2 separate regions of the Hordeum vulgare genome follow, and region 2 is linked to region 1. Evidence: chromatin contacts called from public Hi-C data. All regions are on one chromosome and are shown on one strand. Each heading gives the region's core, a stretch centred on a gene start, on an enhancer-like site or on the middle of the called end of the contact. The rest is flanking DNA. Distances are from core to core; before and after follow the strand shown.

The links. Hi-C and Micro-C count contacts between places; a contact is called where the count stands out from the background.
Region 2: a Hi-C map of leaf shows a contact between it and region 1, with 2.1 times the contacts expected there. The contact joins the promoter of LOC123427629 here to the promoter of LOC123427622 in region 1. A contact is called at or near these places in 2 of 6 Hi-C or Micro-C datasets (leaf and seedling).

The regions. Positions count from the first base shown.
Region 1 is chr2H:601,468,731-601,473,822 of MorexV3_pseudomolecules_assembly, reverse strand. It overlaps LOC123427622 (CCR4-NOT transcription complex subunit 9-like), which reads right to left and starts at 1,653. Exons shown (of 9, transcript XM_045111703.1): 1 at 1,439-1,653; 2 at 1,035-1,248; 3 at 821-892; 4 at 533-622; 5 at 363-405; 6 at 114-220. The coding sequence starts at 1,238. LOC123427621 (40S ribosomal protein S11) reads left to right here and starts at 1,827. Exons shown (of 6, transcript XM_045111699.1): 1 at 1,827-1,964; 2 at 2,512-2,552; 3 at 2,666-2,766; 4 at 3,253-3,397; 5 at 3,488-3,577; 6 at 3,733-3,990. The coding sequence starts at 1,953. The coding sequence ends at 3,823.
Region 2 is chr2H:601,645,427-601,651,056 of MorexV3_pseudomolecules_assembly, reverse strand. It overlaps LOC123427629 (zinc transporter 3-like), which reads right to left and starts at 3,551. Exons shown (of 4, transcript XM_045111710.1): 1 at 2,851-3,551; 2 at 2,125-2,274; 3 at 1,638-1,649; 4 at 1,220-1,381. The coding sequence starts at 3,483. The coding sequence ends at 1,370.

The sequences.
Region 1 (5,092 bases), core at 404-2,903:
GATGCTGCATTGTTTGAAGAATTAGTGAAAGGATCATGTTTAATATATAACATTGCAGGGTTGGATTCATGATACAAAAATTGTTAGTTCATGTAAAATTGTACCAAAAATACCTTAACAAGAGCACCGATGACACCCAGGCTGGTAAGCCGCAAGTACTCAAAAGGCCTTGTCTTGCTGAATGTATTCAGGAACGGATACAAGAACAGCGGCACATGAGCTGAAAGGAACAAATGGAGGACAGAGAGAAGAAAGTGAATCGCTAACAACAACAATATCAAAAGCCGAATGGCTCTTCTTTCATATCAAGCTACTAGTAATTAGAATATGTGAGACACAATGCAAATGGCTGAACTCGTTACCATTTAAGAAAGGGATTCTGGTATCAGGGTGCGATGCAACACACTGCAATTATTGTAATACAAACACACAAAATTAGACAATAAATATACGCAATAACAAATCTAATAACATGGGAGACTTGAAGCAATTTTGTAAATGTGATCTCCCCACTTGTTATTTCGAGCTGTACCTGAAGAAGTGCAAGTGCGTTGCAGACTCGGTTTGATGCACCTGGTGACAAAGTTGGGGGTGAAAGTGCAGGGTAGATCGACACAATTTCCTGCGAGTATTTTCAGGTTGTCAAACACACAAAGTGAGAAAGTAGATCCAAATTTTGATAACCTGCATCCAAAACAGCAAGTGGCGACTTGAAAACACAAATAGAATAGTGACTGCTTTCACAGTCAGACAACATAAAAACAGCATGAGGTAAAGAAATGCAAAACATAAACATCGAAGACAGATGAATTACGCATACCTGAAGCAGTGCAGCAATTGTGCCAAAAGAGTGCCAGAGAAGCGGGGCCAGGTCTTGGAATATCTCTCGTTTCTGAAATCAGTAATTTGGTTACCGATTTACTTCAGCCTTACAAAACACCTTATATAAATGGCTGAACGAACACGCAGTCTGCAATTGCTCTGTGCAAGGAGGCGCTAGAACCCTAGTAGAAATAGAAGAGGACGCGACGGACCTTGGACAGCTCGAGGAGGGCGTTCTCGCGCAGCTCGCGGTCGCACAGGTCGAGCACCAGCTGCTCCGCCGACGCCATCTTCCTGGGCTCCTGCGCCGCCGAGGCAGAGCCGCCACCGGCGCCTCCACCGATCGGGGAGGGAGACGGCGGCGAGGCCCCGGCGAAGGAGGAGGGCTCGGGGAGGGAAGGCTGCAGGCTCGCCATTACGCTCCAACTGCACAAAACCGGCGGAGACTCCATTACGAATTTCTCCAGGCGGAAAAGACAACAACAGCCGCGAACAATCGAGTCGCCATTACGCGCGGATCGCACGCAGCCGGGCCGCTCGCCCACGCCGCCGGCCGCCGCAAGCACGGGACGGATCGAGGAATTTGCAAAAAACCAGCGCGGGTTTGGCAGATTACCGAACGAACCGGTTCGATCGGCTTCGGGACGAATCCGCGCCACCAGACCCTGTCGCGCGGAGAGGGACGGAGAGGGGGGAAGCAGCCGCGCCGGTGGCCGGAGGGGAGAGGGAGGAGTGGGGGAGGAAGAGAGACCACGGCGAGGAGATCCCTCTCTCTCTCTCTCTTTCTGGTTTATGTTTTCAGCACGGAGGATGGTCGGAGCGAGCATTAAGATCCGACGGCTAACACACCATCAACGGCCTGATCTGACGGAACCCCGCCGCGAGTGATTATCCACGACAGGCGGGCCTCCCATGGGCCTCCGTGACGGACCGGGCCGAGGAGACGGGTGGCAAGGCCCGGAAAGGGCTGCGCATTCCGCAGCGGCGCTCGGTTCTATAAGAATGCACCCTTAGGGTTTCCGCCCCGCCGCCAACTCCTGTCAGCGCCTCGCCTCCTCGCACCCGCATCCCCGCGCTCCGCCGCCGCCGCCGCCGCCGCCTCCGAGCCGCTCGAAGCCCACCTCGTAGCCATGGCGGAGCAGGTAAAGGCTCCCCCCGTCCTCCCCCGTGCAGCGCCCTACCTCTGCTCCCCCCGTTCGCTTGCTGCCGCCGCGTGCTTGGGATTTGTGATGCGGCGCCTTCGCGCTTTTCGGCCGTGTATGCTTAGATCTGTTCGTCGAGAAGCTTGTGTATTCGTTGCAAATCGATTGGTAGCATGCGGTATCTTGGCAGTCGCGAGGTGGTTGTTTCTTGCGGTGTGACGAACTTGGAGAGCGTCTGTTCCCTCCTGGTCGTTAGTAGGATCTGCTAAATGTGATGCATGCTGTCACTGTAGCTTTATTACGGGCTCTTCTCTGATTATTTGGACGCAGTAGGATCTTGTTGTTTAGTGGGATGGTTTCAACTCCAAGTTGTCGATGCACTAGACCCGCTCTGACGAAGTTCCGTTTGTTGTATGGTTCATTTGGAGTTTGGCAAGCACTAGATGGAGTCTATAATGTTGATTTCGCTTGTTTCATTCATGCCCATAATTGATTAAAGTGTGTGGTTGTGATAGTTCTGATGGCTTAAACCTGATCTGTTGTGCAGACTGAGAAGTCTTTCCTCAAGCAGCCAAAGGTTTTCCTCAGGTGAGTAATTCGATTAACCTTCTTGTTGTGCTGGTGTTGTTTTGCAATGCACATGTCTTGTATTGATCCAATGTAATGCCCATACCCTAACAATGGTTTGCTGTTTAATTTAGCACCAAGAAGGCTGACAAGGCAAAGAGGCCCGGCAAGGCTGGCAACCGCTTCTGGAAGAGTGTTGGCCTTGGTTTCAAGACCCCAAGGGAAGCGATCGAAGGTGAACTACAAGCCAATCCTTCTATTTTAACACTGTTTTCGTACTCATGTAGGTGCTGTTAGTCTTTCATACTTCTGAAGGACATCAGAAGGATTGTCACTTACTATTATTTGTGGGCATTCATTGCAACATAATGGATTAGTTTGGTTTACTCCCATTTGCAAATTGGTGGAAGTTTGCTTAGCTGGAGATCTTACTACTTCAGTACCATTTCTCTTGGCTTAGCTAGGTATCTAGCTCTCCACACGAAGTATTGACGTTTGTTTAGAGTAAACTCTCAGTTGGTACAGTGGTTGTCATTGGTAGATCCGCAGCCAATATTATTTAGATCATGTTGAAACAACTGACCCATGAATTTTGCTCTTTGCTGTTTTAGATATTTTGTTGCTCTGGCAAGTAACGTGATAGTCATAAACCATGAATAGTTGATTGTGCATTATTTTATGTTATGCTTTCATCCGTGTATTAATTCCAATTAATTTCCAGGTACCTACATTGACAAGAAGTGCCCATTCACTGGAACTGTTGCCATCAGGGGCAGAATCATAGCTGGAACCTGCCACAGCGCCAAGATGAACAGGACGATCATCGTGCGCAGGAACTACCTTCACTTTGTGAAGAAGTATCAGAGGCAAGTGAACCCATTGATGATTCTGATAACATACTGCTTGCTTCTTCCCCATGGCATTTCTAACTTCGAAATCATTCATGCACCTTGCAGGTATGAGAAGAGGCACTCCAACATCCCAGCTCACATCTCCCCCTGCTTCCGTGTCAAGGAAGGCGACCATGTCATCATTGGCCAGTGCAGGTAAAGCTTGTACTCTTGGATGACTTGGTATTCAAATAATAGTTTTAGCCTGGTGTTCTACTGTTATATGCCTGTGCTATTCCACTGCATCCTCTTGATTACTGCAAGTGCTATTTTCTTTTGTTTCTGAAGTATATTGCTTGTTCCTGAAACAGGCCCCTGTCGAAAACTGTGAGATTCAATGTCCTGAAGGTCGTTCCAGCTGGAACCACCGGAGGCGGGAAGAAGGCTTTCATCGCTGCTTAAGCCCAGACTCTGATTCATGAGTAGTTCATAGTCAGAAGCTTTTCGCTCTTAAAACGTACCGGCCTGCTGTTTCAAGATTTGATTCCCGTGTTTTTTGTCAAACCGAAGAATGTCGTGATCTGAACATGTTTTGTGGAATCTATCTATCATTAATAGTTTCGCTTAAATTTGTACTGTCTGTTGTTTTTTGGTGAAGCCCTGGGGACTTTGTTTGCCTAGATGTGGTATTATTTTTACTTTAGCTCATGCCATTAGAAGGTACTATATGACATGTCTCGTACGTTGGCCCTCAAATACAAGTGGCTGCAGAAGTTGTAGGTGAGAAAGCTCTACTACCTCATATGCACCCAATTCGGCGCTGCTTCCAGACCTCTTCTTGAAAACCTAACTGTTGATTCTTCTGTCTGTCGCCTGGCTCAGACCTTGCCTGGCAACTTATTTCGGCTTCCCTTTGTGGCTGGCGGCGGCATGGTTCTTCTACAACTATAAATGGACAAAATGAGTGCAATATTGTGCCTTTATTCTTCGGTTTCAAAGTAATTTGATCTTATTGTTTGCTTGATATTATGTGGAAAGGTGTAAATTTTCATCTGTTAGACCGGTCCACTGGTTGTTGGTGCCCTAGTTGCTATAGATGACACTAAGGAGGCAATGTCCAAATTTCTACATGACGATGTAGAAAAGATCTATTCCCTCGAGATTTCATTATAGAGTAGATACGGAGCAATATAAATGAATCTACATTCTATATACCCCCTACGTCTTTTTTGAAGATTTTACTAGAAGACTACATACGGATTAAAATAGATGAATATATATTCTGTAATATGTCTACATACATCTGTATGTAGTCTTCCAGTGAAACTTAAAAGACTCGTATTTAAAAACGGAGGGAGTAGTTTATAATGAAATCTTGAAAGATCTTATATTTAAAAACAAAGGGAGTATAATATGCAAATTAAAGAAGTCAATAGAGAAGAGCAAAAATGTAAGTTGCGTTTCTATCAAAGTGTGTATCCTATCGTTTCCTTTGGACCAGTTCTCCTAGTTAGTAACTGGTGAAGTATGTGCCCAAAACATTGTCTAATGAAGTAATTGAACAGTAGTAACTCGATGGTTCGAAAGTAAATGAATTTGTGTTTAAAAACTGGGAGGTGAGTTTTGAGGGTTCGGTCAGGAATCATTTCTTTAACTCAGCGATGTCCTAAGCGTCCTAAGCTTCCGCTAAGCATTTACGAGCATGAGAAAAAAAAGGCCTTGTAACTGAGC
Region 2 (5,630 bases), core at 2,302-4,801, 180 kb before region 1:
TGTCGGTCAGCTTTCCCCCTCAGCGCAAACTATGGCGAGTGGATTCCTTGCTGTCATCTCGGTCAATCTGGTGATCGGCTTTTACATATACATGGCCATGAAGGAGGCTCCCCATCAAGAGCCACAGCCTGATCCAACCTTTCTAGCAAACGCCAAAGCAAGCATTAACCAGCCAACTTCTTCTCAAGTGAGTGATGATTCCCATGGGAAGGGAAAGGTGGAGTAGGCAGTAGCGTAACTTGAGTTGAGTTTTATGTCCATGATACACATGCTATCCAGAGTCAGTTGGGTTATGTGCTTTTGTAATATTACGTCCTTCTAGTTTGATGTAGTCGCTGAAAAATTTCAGGATTATGGAAGCTATATGAGGATGAATCGTTGTACCTGTTATTGGTAGATACTGTGTTCAGCTGTTAATTTTGTTATCATGTTGACAGAGACTACCATGATCATAATTCAGGTCCTACTTTTACTAATTCTACCAGATCTTCTTTAGCACATAATTTAAGCAGATCTATCTTTATCAGCTTGGTTTGTTAGTTCTGCCATATTTGCTCAAAAACATCGACTCTCTTTGGACTTTCGAGTAGTTACTTTTGCGTTCAATTGTTAGTTTTTATTTAACCAAGAAGGAACTGCAAAAACTCAGTGGAGCAGAAGGGATATGTCATTGTTTCACAACAAATAATCATTACATTTTGTGTCATGAAACAGAATAGGTTCTCTATAGTTTATATGCTGTCGTTGACTTCATGAAGAACTTGAATCTCTTGGGAAACTTTGGTTCAGCATATGATTGTTGAAAGAACTCAAAGAAGTAGCAGTCTTGTGTGTAACTGTGTTTACTTGTGGTTTTCTCACAGGAGCATATACAACTGTGGATAAATCACGTAGGCCTCTTTTGTTTTTGTAATTTTACATCTTTTCTGAAGCTTTGAATCTCTCCTGTCAGGTTTTCTTGAACAGTTTTTAACTATCAAGCTGAACAAACTAGTCCTGTTTTGGTCCTTTTGGTTAATGGAAAAGTATCCATGCAGATTTATTATTGGTGTGAGGGACTCATCTGGTCTAAATTTGGGAAGTCCAAAACCTACTGTATAACTAATTACTTATATTGCTTAGTAGTTAGGGCTGACATCTACTCATCACACAATCTCATACTATGATGTACAGAGAATATCCTAGAGTACATTGGTTCGGGAAATAGAAAATTCCTGAATGAATATGGTCAATTCTTCACCAAGGGTGTATTATTTTGAGAAAATAGAGAACTCCTGGATGAATACAATTAGCACTTCGACTTTAGCAGGAAATACAATTGCAATGGTCATTGCTTTGAAGATCTATGCCCATATGGCAAGCATGGACATCATCCCAGCACCTAGGAAAAGTGCAAGATATGTCATCAGCTGAAGCTTTGTATTTGTCTGTAGCTTTGGGTTATTGAAATCTGTTGCTAGAAGGTCCACTAGGGACATGTAGATTAGAATCCCTGCCGAGGCTGAGTTGAAGACTCCCTCAATAATGAAGGCAGTAGAGCTATGCACATTATAGCTAGATGAAACCGCAATCCCTAGCACGATGCCCACTGGTGCGGTAAGGGAGAAAAACGTTGCCATGATGATGGTTGCCCTTACCTTGAAATTAGCCTGCAGAAAATGTGAAAATCAAAGATGTTAGCCACTTAGCCTTTTGTTGCTATGGACCACTTTATAAAGTTGGTTCTTTATCCTCTGTGTCATTTGTTTGCTTTCTTCAGAATCTTTGCTTATTTTAGCTTATGTCTTTAGGACTGGAATATCAGTCCTCAAACTGGTTACTTTCTATTTTCTCCCTGAAAAGATCAATTATCAATGGCTGTTGTATATAATGTGTTGATTATTTTTGGAAGACAAATATCAGTATTATTTCATCATGCCTCTAATGTCTCATACTCATGTTGCTATCAGCGAACTATTTAATTTAAACTTAATATTGTAATCATCCTTCATTTTTGCCTCCCCTTCTGTGAGTGTATATATCCTGACATGTTGATTTAAAATTATCTTTTTACCTTCCTGGTATCATATTAAAAAATGGAGGCAGGAAAACAAGTTAGATTCTTATCAGTGCAAGCACAGGTACCTGAACAATGCAACCACCCAAGCCTATGCCTTCAAAGAATTGATGGAAGCTGAGGGCACCGACCAGAGGCTTGATGGTGGATGGCCTCACAGATGCTCCTAATGACACGCCAATTATCACTGAATGCACCAAGATTCCCAGCTCTAGAACCTGCATGATGGTAAACTTATGGTTATTTTAACGCGGGACTGGTTGGTTCTCCAAAATATCTACCAACTTGGCGAACAGTTTGTGGAGGAACTGGATTCTTTATTTGAAGAGGTAAAGTTTGTCCTAAAGGAGTAAACGGCAAACTGCCTGGCCTTTCGAATAGGTATTGATCTCCTCATTCACATCTCTGTTTATTTTTGTTTCATTATTATGGAAAGGTTTTGAGCGAGATGCCAAATTGACCTTGGAGAATTATTTAACCTGCCACTATGCCTTTTGGTTCTGCTCTGAAATTGTTCTGTTTGTTTTCTCTGAAACTGTTCAACGTAGATATTAGTTTGGTCAGATGAGATATTTTGGAACATTATGTGCTGATGTAGTCCACCTTTCCACTACGTCATCTTTATTCGTGTTCATGAAAAGTTAATATATTTTTGTATTTTTAAAGTTACGTCTTTCATGCTCGCATCATTTTAAGATTCACTATTTTTCTGGTATACGGGAAGTTATGGAACTAACCTCCAATTACTTTTGCCAGGAAGTCCTATGAGCTTTGGAGCGGCTGCTCTAACTTACCTGAGATACCACCCTGTGCCGGATTGTGTCAGCTATCGCAGCCTCCTCCGGCGAGCTGACAGCAATCGCCTCACCATGTGAATGGCCATGCGTGTGCACATGTGGATGATCGGCCCTCCCTTCCTCATCTCCGGTGTGTCCAGGTATGTCGATGTTGTCAAGTGGGCGTGCCTTGCTGAAGTGAGAGCGGCGGTAGTACCCAGCAGCCAGGGAGTCTATCACCATTGTGGCCATGGCTGCAGACATGGCCACAAGTCCTGCAAAAGGGAAGCCGTTCCTGTCCCCGCCGCCTTTGTGGATGCACGGGGAGGTGAGCCCGTCGAACGCCGCCGGCAGGATGTGCACCATGCCGGTGGCAAGGATGACTCCAGCGGCGAACGCCTTGACCGCGAAGAAGATGTCGCCGTCGGGGCGCAGCGCGGCCATGGAGCGTCCGAGCACCGGCACCAGCACGCCAGCCGCCCCGGCGGCCAGGATGGACGCGATGGCGACCAGCTTGAGCTTCATCGCGCCCTGCTTGTCCGCCCCGTCCGTGGCGGTCGTGCACTCGCACCCGCCGCTGGCCGCGGCCTGCTGCACGAACAGGAGGAGCCATGGGAGAAGCGCTTGCAAGGTATGCTTGGTAGCCCACATGGTGGCGAGTCTGCTGAATCGCTGATTATGCCTGAATGCGATGTGCTTGCTGCAGGGAGATGGAGCCAGCGCTTGCTACTTTAATATAGGAAGGAGGCGTGGGGTGAGGGTGAGGGTGAGGAGAGTCGTTGTCCTTTGTCCAGGTGGGGTCTGGCGCTCCCGGGGCTGCGCATCGTATGTGCCATGTGTCACTAACCTCGGTGCAAAGTGCTCCATACTTAATGACATGGTATCCGGAAACTGGATTCTCTGCACTTTGGGGAGATATTTCCGTAAGGATCCACGGGCTAAGTTGAAACTTGTTTTCATCCATGGTCACCGGCCGTCGGCTCGGCTGTCTGGAACCTGGATTTCTTCCTCCGGTGACGGCTGCCGCGTCGCCTTGCTGCCGTGCCTCCCTCGTCGCCGATCACCGGATGGACGAAGGCGGACAGGGGCCTGATTCTAAATTGGGTATGTGCCCTGGGTATGTGTATAGGGAAGAAGAGGTGTGCTTGGCGGATGGCGGCTGAGGATTTCATTAATCCTGGGGAGGCGGTGCGCTTTCTGGTCGGTTTTAGTGCAGTGTTGACACAATGTCGTCATCGACCGGTGTGAGGTAAAAGGCGTGCAAGCTGTCAAAGCTGGCTGATATATTCCTGCCATATACGAATGGAACCCGGATCGGACGGCCGAGATCACACGGCATCCATCCTTGGCCAATGGAAGCCTTGGCGATGGAATGAGCCAGCGTTCCCCTGTACGAAGGGACCAAAATGCACGCCATGTATGTGACGTATGTTGGCTGGGCTCTTTTAGCTGCCGTTGGTTGTGTTATAGGTCAGGTCACAGTCGTTAAGGACGTGAGATAGTTCCACTGACCTTGGCGCACAGCCGGGCTTTTCCCCTCCTCCCAAATCACAAATCCAAAGTTGATAAGATCGATGGTAACAAAGAATCTCTTTCTCTGTGCGTAGCTATAGGGAGGAATCTTTGTACCGTGGGTCTGCACCAAACGTGAGCCATCGAGCCCCGGCAGGAAAATGGAGGAAAGGAAGGGTGAGCTAGGCGATGATGCGCCAGCAACCCTGGACCAACAGGGACGGTGTAGCTAGTGCGTCGGCCATCACCCCGTCATTGCGCGGAATAAGATGGACAGGTGCGTGCACCTGCCCTCAACTTTACAGTTTACACTTATCCTGCTCCGGCCACGGTTTTGTTCACTGCAACTTCTTACCAATTCATTGAAATCTCTGTTTTTGATCTATGATCCTAAACTTATTCTTTAGATCTCCAAATGCCCTATCAGTCGTCGCTCTAAGGCTAGAGTGTTTGAGGTTAAACAGTTCTTGTGGAGCCTTGCGATAGTTCCTGAAAGAGAACTCGTTTAGATGGTACCTTGTTTCTCTAAAGGATGGAAGAACACCCGTATCTCCTAGGTACAACTTGCCATCAGGGATATTGATGCCATCACGTCGACTCATACTGTCAGTTAGGATGTTAGCATCATGGGCTGATCCTTTGCACCCAGCTATCACATAGGTGAACTACATATCAAAGTCAACCGCAACAAGAACATTCGAATTTCTGTAGTGCTTTCTACACATGTATGCCCTAGACATGTGTTGTCGACACTTTAGCAATCAAAGCATGACTATATGGTGGTATGGCAATCCTAAAAATCACATGACAAGCATGTGAGTGCACGAACTATGAGTAATGTCCACCTTGAAATACAAATAACATCTTGGATAGTGTGAATCTTGCTAGGAGTTTGTTCGGTTGGTGACTTGATCATCTCTCACCTGAGCTCCCAACAACATATACCACATGCTTAAAATACCTCGAAATCGTTTCCATTGATCTCATGAATGTGTAGTGGATAACCATAAACCTGTGGTTATGACCTACAATATAGACAAACATGGCTACTTGCTCTTCCACGAAGGTGTGGATGTTATCATGTAACACTCTGCTCGTGAAAGTTTGCAGAAGCCCGACAAAAGGTGCTCTTTTCATTTGAAACATCCAGAGAGTCTCGTTATGATTAGTTATCTTCTCTTGATCCTGGATTAACGGTGGACCATACCGGATGATAGGCTTGTCACTCAGACGAACGACTCTCTTGTGGACCAATAGGATCCAGGCCTGAATCAGTGATGCTGACT